Regions from separate parts of the Danio rerio genome. Here region 1 is linked to region 2. Evidence: chromatin contacts called from public HiCAR-type data. All regions are on one chromosome and are shown on one strand. Each heading gives the region's core, a stretch centred on a gene start, on an enhancer-like site or on the middle of the called end of the contact. The rest is flanking DNA. Distances are from core to core; before and after follow the strand shown.

What was found. HiCAR-type assays count read pairs that join an accessible place to other places.
Region 1: a HiCAR-type map of caudal fin shows a contact between it and region 2, with 5 times the contacts expected there. The contact joins the promoter of si:ch211-200p22.4 here to the promoter of zgc:92429 in region 2. A contact is called at or near these places in 6 of 18 Hi-C or Micro-C datasets (caudal fin, embryo, hematopoietic stem cells and 2 more) and 3 of 4 datasets of contacts at active chromatin or transcription factors (caudal fin, embryo and pancreas).

The regions. Positions count from the first base shown.
Region 1 is chr7:23,830,627-23,834,714 of GRCz12tu, reverse strand. si:ch211-200p22.4 reads left to right here and starts at 1,653. Exons shown (of 18, transcript XM_689068.9): 1 at 1,653-2,982. The coding sequence starts at 2,853.
Region 2 is chr7:23,728,151-23,732,567 of GRCz12tu, reverse strand. It overlaps zgc:92429, which reads left to right and starts at 2,783. Exons shown (of 11, transcript NM_001003457.1): 1 at 2,783-3,017. The coding sequence starts at 2,954.

The DNA.
Region 1 (4,088 bases), core at 404-2,903, 100 kb before region 2:
CCTGTACCGCATGTTTTTGGACTGTGGGGGAAACCGGAGCAACCGGAGGAAACCCACACGAACGCTAGGAGAACATGCAAACTTCAAAGAGAAATGCCAACTGAGCCGAGGCTCAAACCAGCGACCCAGCGAGCTTCTTGCTGTGAGGCGACAGCACTACCTACTGCGCCACTGCTTCGCTGTATTTTGATATATATTATTTTATTATTAAATTGCTGTTTAATTAGTAGTTGATATTGATAGTTGTGTTTTTTTTTTACAACAAACACCATTGTCTCACATGTGTAAAGTGGGCAGACATAGAAAAAAATTCTGGTGGACGCTCTGTCTGGTCTTCATTTCATCATGCTTTTCTCCTTTTGATAGGTGTCATAATATAGTGAAAACCAGAAGACAGACAAGGCAAAGAGATATGAAAGCTTTGTTGTGGTCTTAAAACATCTGGATGTTATTTTCAGAGATGTACAAACATGCTACTCTCATCAGAATGCAAAATTCAAATAATATATTTATAGTTTCTTACAAATGTAAGTTTATATATATATATATATATATATATATATATATATATATATATATATATATATATATATATATATATATATATATATATAATAATAACCACGACAACAACAACTATTCTTATGATATATAGGCTCATTTCATTCATTCTCTTTTCGGCTTAGTCCTGTATTAATCAGAGGTTGAATGGGAATAAACCAACATTTATTTATTAATTTATTTATTTATTCAGGAATTTATGGATTTATTTACTCATTTATTTATAAATTTGAATAATTATTTATTTATTATTTTATTTGTGCAGGAATTTATGGATTTATTTAACCATTTGTTTATATATTTGTATAATTATTATTTTATTTATGCAAGAATTTATAGATTTATTTACTAATTTATTTATGTATTTGCATATTTATTTATTTATAATTTTATTCATGCAGTAATTTATGGATTTACTCATTTATTTATAAATTTGCATATTTATTTATAAATTATTTTATTTATGCAGGAATTTATGGATTTATTTACTCATTTATTTATATATTTGCGAATTAATTAATTAATTAATTTATTTATTTGTTTATAGTTTTTGCAGGTTTCGTCCTCCATAGTCTCAGCTCTCTGATTGGTTGGGTTTGGGTTCCAAATAAGTGGAATGTCAACATGAACTATATACAAAAACATTTAATCTGCATGAATTTTATTTAACACACATTACTTAAAATATATATATATTCTAGGCAAACCCCAGCGGCTAATGAATGAACTACAGTATACCTATTAATTGTTACACTAAAAAGCCAAAAAGCATAAAGAAATAATTAGCATTTTAAAAAGTTCATAATTGCCCAAGCAAATTATGTAGAATAAAATAAAAACTAAACTTAAAACTCCATTAAGTACATTAACTGTAACATATGTTTAAACATTAGAGCATTAATTAAAACCTCCGTGGTATTTTAGCCTAATTATTTATGGATTAACTGTCCTAAAAGAACCTCGAGTCGACAGTGGTAACGCTTTTTTCCCACGAGCGAGTGAACGCCGCTTTCTTCCGCCCAATCAAACTCCAGCTCCTCGTTCACCTGATCACAGCGAAGCCATTTTGTCCTGAACGGCTCCGCCAGCGCATTCTTCACCAAACCGGAATAACGTAGAGCTGACAGTTCCACAGACACGGCGACAGACGGCGGGGTTTGTAGCCACACCAGCCCGAATTTAGTCCTGAACAACTCGACGTCTCTCGGTGTCTCCACGGGCGGAACCGTGTCAAATTCGCGGACTAAAGGGAGACTTTTAGCGGGACGGAAAGGAAGAGAAGCAGGCATCCGGTTAGACGCGCTGGCTCACCGGGCTGGAGTCCAACTTAAGCCGGACACTTTCAGCTGTTCTCGTCGGGATGCGCCTGGGACCTGTTTAAAACAACATTAACCGTTGTTTTTGAAGGTTATGTGTTATTTAGAAATAGCTTAGTCTTTGCTTGCTTTTCGTTGCTAGTTCTCTGATATAAGAAAGCTGAAGCTCGGATGTGATTTATCTACTCAGCTGGCTGGGCAGATAGTTTAGGTTTTGGTTAGATGTTCATAGCTTGGTTACATAATATTTCTTCCCTTTTGTTACCGGCAGAGTAACATTTTTGAGTTAATCCTGCCTTCTTGCGTCCTCTTTAGTTACCAAGTCTCTCGCAGGGTTTGGTTTGTACGTCTATGCATATTTTTCCTCGCAGCAAACCTGTCAGAGTTCCTTCTGGTTGCCAAGTCTTGGTGCCAGGATTATAAAGGCAGAGAATAAAGAACCACAAGGGAGATTTGCTTATCTTATCATTAGCTAGGCTGCCGGTGCTTCCTACATCCAGTTAAAAGCTCTGTATTGGTGAGGCTCGAGCTGGCTGACAGGTGATATTTTCTGCCTGAATCCTCTGAGCTGGCCTGACTGATAGCTATGACATTTTCCAACAGTTGTTTTGTATCTTCAGGCTTCAATAGTACTAGTGTCTGCTCTTGGTGCCAACGCTGCATTAGTAATATTAGCTAACAAAAGCTCAGATCGCCCCCTTTCCGAATTAGTTACGGCATATCTAGTTGTGACATTTTTACTAGTTAGATCAACTTTTCCTTCCCTTTTTTGCTACAAGACGTGTGCAGATTAGTGTCACTTGACTTGCTGGCTGGTTCGAAGCCTATAAAACTCAACCGTTTGTATCGAGTCAAGTGTATTTTTGTAAAATCGTCAAACTCCTATACTAGGATCTTAGAGGAAATACACAGGTTTGCAGTCAGACCGTATCAAGTTTAGTGGTTGGGTTTTTCGAATCTCAGCGCTGAATTAAAATGTCAGGACAGTCCATCACAGATCGCATCGCTGCAGCCCAGCACAGCATGACTGGATCAGCCATCAGCAAAGCCGTCTGCAAGGCCACAACGCATGAAGTCAGTGGACCCAAAAAGAAACACCTCGATTGTAAGTATGCCAAAATAATCCTCATATTTCTTTGCAGATATTCTTGGATGCTTTCTAAAAGCCCAAAGTCTAACTGGATCCCTGGCATGCAGTTCCACTAGCTTTGCACATCCTCAGCTGTCTGGACACCAGTGATGAATTGGAACGTGCTCGTGATGGGAATGCTGATTTGTCTTTGGACGTGGTCAGTTCAGGGAGCTGAGGCCACTGTGGCAGTATGCAGTCATTCACTGTCTTTGTGGCCAATTTTTTTGTTTTATAATGATGTATGAGTTACCGCAGCAGTGATGAAGAGCTTATACGATCACGCAATCAGCTTCAATCTATTAATATCTGCTTCATAATAAGCCGCTGCTGTGATTTGAATCGTTGAATGCAGCTGTCAGGGTTTCTGAGGCATTGTGTTTGAAGTCATGTGATGTGCGTAATGTCTTCACGTCTTGTGTGATCCTCTTTAACAGTCATCGCCGAGACGGTGTGGGAGCGGCGAAGGTCAATACAGGCATGTGTGCAGTGAAGCATTGAGTCATTGATTCTTTTGACAAAAGCAGAGATAATGCAGAATGCTGCACATCACTTTCAATCTCACATAGGCAGTGCACAACATGGAGAAACGCAACACGACTCCTGAAGTATCTGCACGACTTCTGTCTAATATTCTGCGTGCAATAAATTAGGGCTGTGCAATATGACTATATTGTATGGACAAAATATGTTTATGTTTTACATTTAGTCAACATTGAGGCAGAATAAAAACAAGGTTTATTGTTTTTATAATATGCTTTATTTTTATATCATGGTGTAGGCATTGGCTGGTATAAGTTTCTGATGGTATGATAACCTTGGATACAAATATCATGGTTTCATGGTATCACAGTATTATGACTACTGCTCTAAAATATGTTCTTTTTTTTTTAAATGTCTGTAAAAAAACAAAGGCTTCCCCCCATTGAACACATCATATTTTATTTTAAGAAACATTTATAATGTTTTGGAACCGTAAACATGTCAGGCTAAATAATTCAAATAAATCATTGACCTCTACTGTTTTCATTAGTTTAAAAAGCACAGATTTCTTTACAACTTGAAAAGGCGTCTTTGGATAT
Region 2 (4,417 bases), core at 1,534-4,033:
ACTCAAATCCAACCCCTAACTGTTACAGAACACAAGCATCTTAACAAACCTCAGCGCAGCCTCTTGACTTCTGACTCAAAGTGGTTCAGTTAACAAGGACTATCTTGCATTTGCAACGGAGTATACAGTACATGCACTATATAGGCCATCAAAACATTGAGGTCTGCTTAATGCTTATAAAAAAGTCTCATCTGCTCTCCAAGGCTGCATTTATTTGATAAAAAATGCAATATATTACTGTAATGAGGGCGGTCTGGTGGCTTAGTGATTAGCACTGTCACCTTACAACAAGAAGGTCACTGGTTTGAGTCCTGGCTGGGCCAGTTGGCATTTCTATGTGGAGTTTGCATGTTCTCACCGTGTTCATGTGGGTTTTCTCTGGGTCCTCCGGTTTTCCTCACAGTCCAAAGACATGCACTATAGGTGAATTGGGTAAGCAAAACTGGCCATAGTGTATGAGTGTGTGTAACTGTATGGGTGTTTCCCAATTTGTGGTTGCAGCTGGAAGGGATCCACTGCGTTAAACATATACTGTTTTAGTTGGCTGTTCATTTTGCTCTGGCAACTCCTAATAAATAAGGGAATAAGCCGAAGGGAAACGAATGAACGAATCCACATTATACTTAAAACAGTTTTCCAAAATGGTGATCTGTTTCTACAGAAACCTTTGGTGAGTAAGAAAAAAATGTAGTTCGTAAAATATGTCTTTAATGTGTCTGGTAAATAAAGCTTTTTTTTTTTTTTAAATATCAGTCACACCACATTTTAGTAGTTGTGGGTTAACAATACAAAAATGATAATCCGTTTTAGTTATGGGAACACTTAAATGTAAGCTGTGTTAGTATTGTCTGATTTCTACCTGAATAATGTTCACTACAGCACAGATATAGATATTGTTTTAAGGGAAAATAAAAAATGGGGAAAAATTTGTATGTTATAGATTTTAAACCGATTCCACAACAGTAAATGGCTGAACAGGGTAAATTGCATAAATAAACATTTTATTAATACATTTGTATAGGAAAAAAATCAACAGGCAATAAAGAATTCAGTATAGTTGCTTAAGCAATGTTAATTTATCAATATACATTTTTAAATTAAATGAGACCAAAAAAGCACGCTACAACAATTTGAAGTATTTGATTGGGCCAATAACATGATTGGGCAGACTAGATGGTTTTTCAATTGGCTCAACACATTATTTCTTATTGAGCCAATGTTAACAGGCTGCTAGTCAAATTAACAAAAAATAAATAAATAAAAAATAACCTTTGCCGAATTTTAACATTTTGAATTTTGCTGTGACCAATCACTTAAAAATTTTGAGTTTGGGCAGAATTTTTTTTTTTTTTTTTTAATACAGTGAAGAGACCACTTGTAAATGAATTTTAATAGGGAAAATTCCTAAGTACCTTTTTTGGTTGCGCTTTAAGTAGCCTTAACTCGTACTTGAACATACTTGAACACTATGCACCTATTGTGTTCATAAGGTATTGCACCAATGATTTTTTAAAAATACAGTACAATATAAAAACATCTATGTAAATAATGCATTATACTGGATGAGTAATTTAAATACACGTGCATATTAAGCCATAATGAAAACTGACCAATTTCTTCTAAATTTAAAATAAATATACTGTCAAGAGCATAAAATAGTTATTGGTCAAAATAAACCTTCATGATTTACTTTCTTCTATTAAACACACAAGATATTTTGAAAAATGCCTGTTTAAGATGAGCACTTTACCCATTCACTTTCACAGTTGGTTAAATAACTACTATTAAAGTCAGTGGGTACCATCAACCAGCATCCTTAAAAATAACTTATTTTGTATTCAACAGAAGAAATTCTAACAGGTTTTGAACAAGTGCAGGTTGAATAAATGATAACAGAGATATCAGTGTTTAGATTTTAAGTGTTTTTGTGAAATATTTTTCAATCACAAGTGAAAATCTATTTGTTATTTTTGACCATGGTTGTGAATTTTTGCTAAATTAAAAATGCTTTAAATTAGGTTTTTTTCTTTTAGAAACTATGATCTTTATTGAATAAAGCAAATTTAACTTTACTCAATCACATATTTCCAGTAAATTCAGAGAAACTGATAATTTTCAAGTTGTCTCTTAATTTTCCCCTGAAGCAGGCACACGCATATCAATTACTTGTCCATCCCTTTATGACCACATCTTATATTGGCTACAACCTTTCTCTTTTTTCCCCACTAAACTCAAATGCCTTCACTGATGCCAATAAAGCACCTTTGGGACATGGTGGAATGGGAGATTTGGATCATGGATGTACAGCCGACAAATCTGCAGCTGAGTTCACTCCATGATGCAACTATGCCAGTATCAACCAAAATCTCAAAACAATGTTTTCAGCGTCTTATTGGTGAATCAGATCTAAAGGTAAATTGGGGTCTAACCTACCTGTACGACGAGGTGTGCCAAAAAAAGTGACAGGTTAGTACATACTGTATACTGATTTATTAGCCATTAATCAACTGATAAAGTAGCAAAATAGCACACAACCCTTCTTTTGAATTAGCTTGAAAACACTTTTTTTTTTTTTACTCAGTTGTTTGTAGTTTAGTGAGATTTTCCATATTCATTTTTGCCTCCCCCCCTCTCTGTGGACCCCAGGAATGTCACACTCTCTCCGACGGACCCCAACAGCTGTAAGGAGCGACAGAGAGATAGAAAGCACATGGCACTGGCTATTTTTAGAGCTCATTCAGACTAGAATATCCCTTCTCTTTCCATGGCTGTGGCTGTTCCTTCTGGATCTCTCCTTGGCTGAAAGTTCTGGAAAATCTTCACAGCAGCAGGACAAGTTCATAAAGACCCCAGACCAATACAGGACAGCGCATTTCAACAACAACAACAACAGCAACAAAAAAGAGATAAAGTCCAGTGATTAAAAGTCAACTGGAATATTAAACAGGGCAACATGGCTCTACTATGTTACAACAGAGGCTGCGGGGATCGATTTGATGCAGACAAAAACACTGATGGTAATATTTCTGCTTTATTTTTATGGTTTGTGTGTGTATATATAGTAAAAATGGGTGGTTACGATTTTTTTTTCAATTGAAGGAAACGTATTTCAAATGTTCATGTGAAGGTCGTGGTCACCTGCATGTTACAAATAACCAACAACTTTTGAGAAATCTGAAGTGTTTCATCATTTTCTTTACTAGGCCTGTGAGACTGCTGATTCATTTACTGAATTATGTAGAGCAGTTGTCAAATGAATGAGATCTGCTAGTGTTGGAGACCCTGGAGGCTGATTAAATCATGACAGGATTGTCATTTTTAAACTATCACTTCAAAGGTGCAGTAGGTGATTATCTTCAGAAACATTTTTTTGTTGTGCTGGTTAAAAGTTTCTTCACATTCCAATAGTAATGATTAGTGTCAGACGGAGTCTGCTGTCATCTTAAGATGCGCGTTTAATTTCAGGAGGCATGGCTTTAGACTGCAGGGGAGGGGGACTGTGTTTTCAAAGTTATTATGCTAACAGTTAGCATTTGGGTAGATCACCTACTGCACCTTTAAAGTGGTTTCAAATCTGGAAGAATTTCTAGTTTGTATAAAAACAAAAAGGAATATAATTTGAAGAATGTTGGAAACCGGTTGCCTTTGACATCCATTGTTGGAAAAAGAAAGGATTAGCGTTAGTGGTTAATTTTGTGGGGTAATACTGTCGCTTCACATCAAGAAGGTCACTTGTTTGAGCCTTGGCTAGGTCAGTTGGTACTTCTGTGTGGGGTTTGCATGTTCTCCCCGTGTTCATTAGTGCTCCGGTTTCCCACACAATCCAAAGATATGCACTATAAGAGAATTGGATAAACTAAATTGTCTGTAGTGTATGTGTGTGAAGTATGAGCATTTTTCCAGTGATGGGTTGCAGCTGTAAGGGCATCCGCTGTGTAAAACATATGCTAGATAAGTGGGCGGTTCATTCTGCTGTGGTAACCCCTAATTAATAAATGGACTAAGCTAAAAAGAAAATGAATTAATGAATACTTTTCCAATGCGGTTAATTTTAAAGGTTAGTTTTTTAAATGGTTATTTTACCAACATTTAAAAAAATCTCTTGCATTCATCAGAAAAAAAATAGTTTGGAACAAGCCGAGGGTGAGTAAATGACAGCTTTCTTTTTGGGGTGAACTATGACTTTAAATTGGCTTTCATTTTGCAATAAGACAGCCTCCTGCTATGTACAACAATATCTTTTTGTGTTTTATTTACACTGACAGGGGAAAAAAGTGAATCCACAGAGTCTCTAGCACATTTGGAAGTGTTCTAATCAAAAGTTGCTTACATAAAAGGCTCATCTGCCAACTGTTTTTGCCAGGCATGTGATTGAACGTGAATGTTGTTTATGCCAGCAAGCAAGGCTTCAATCCTG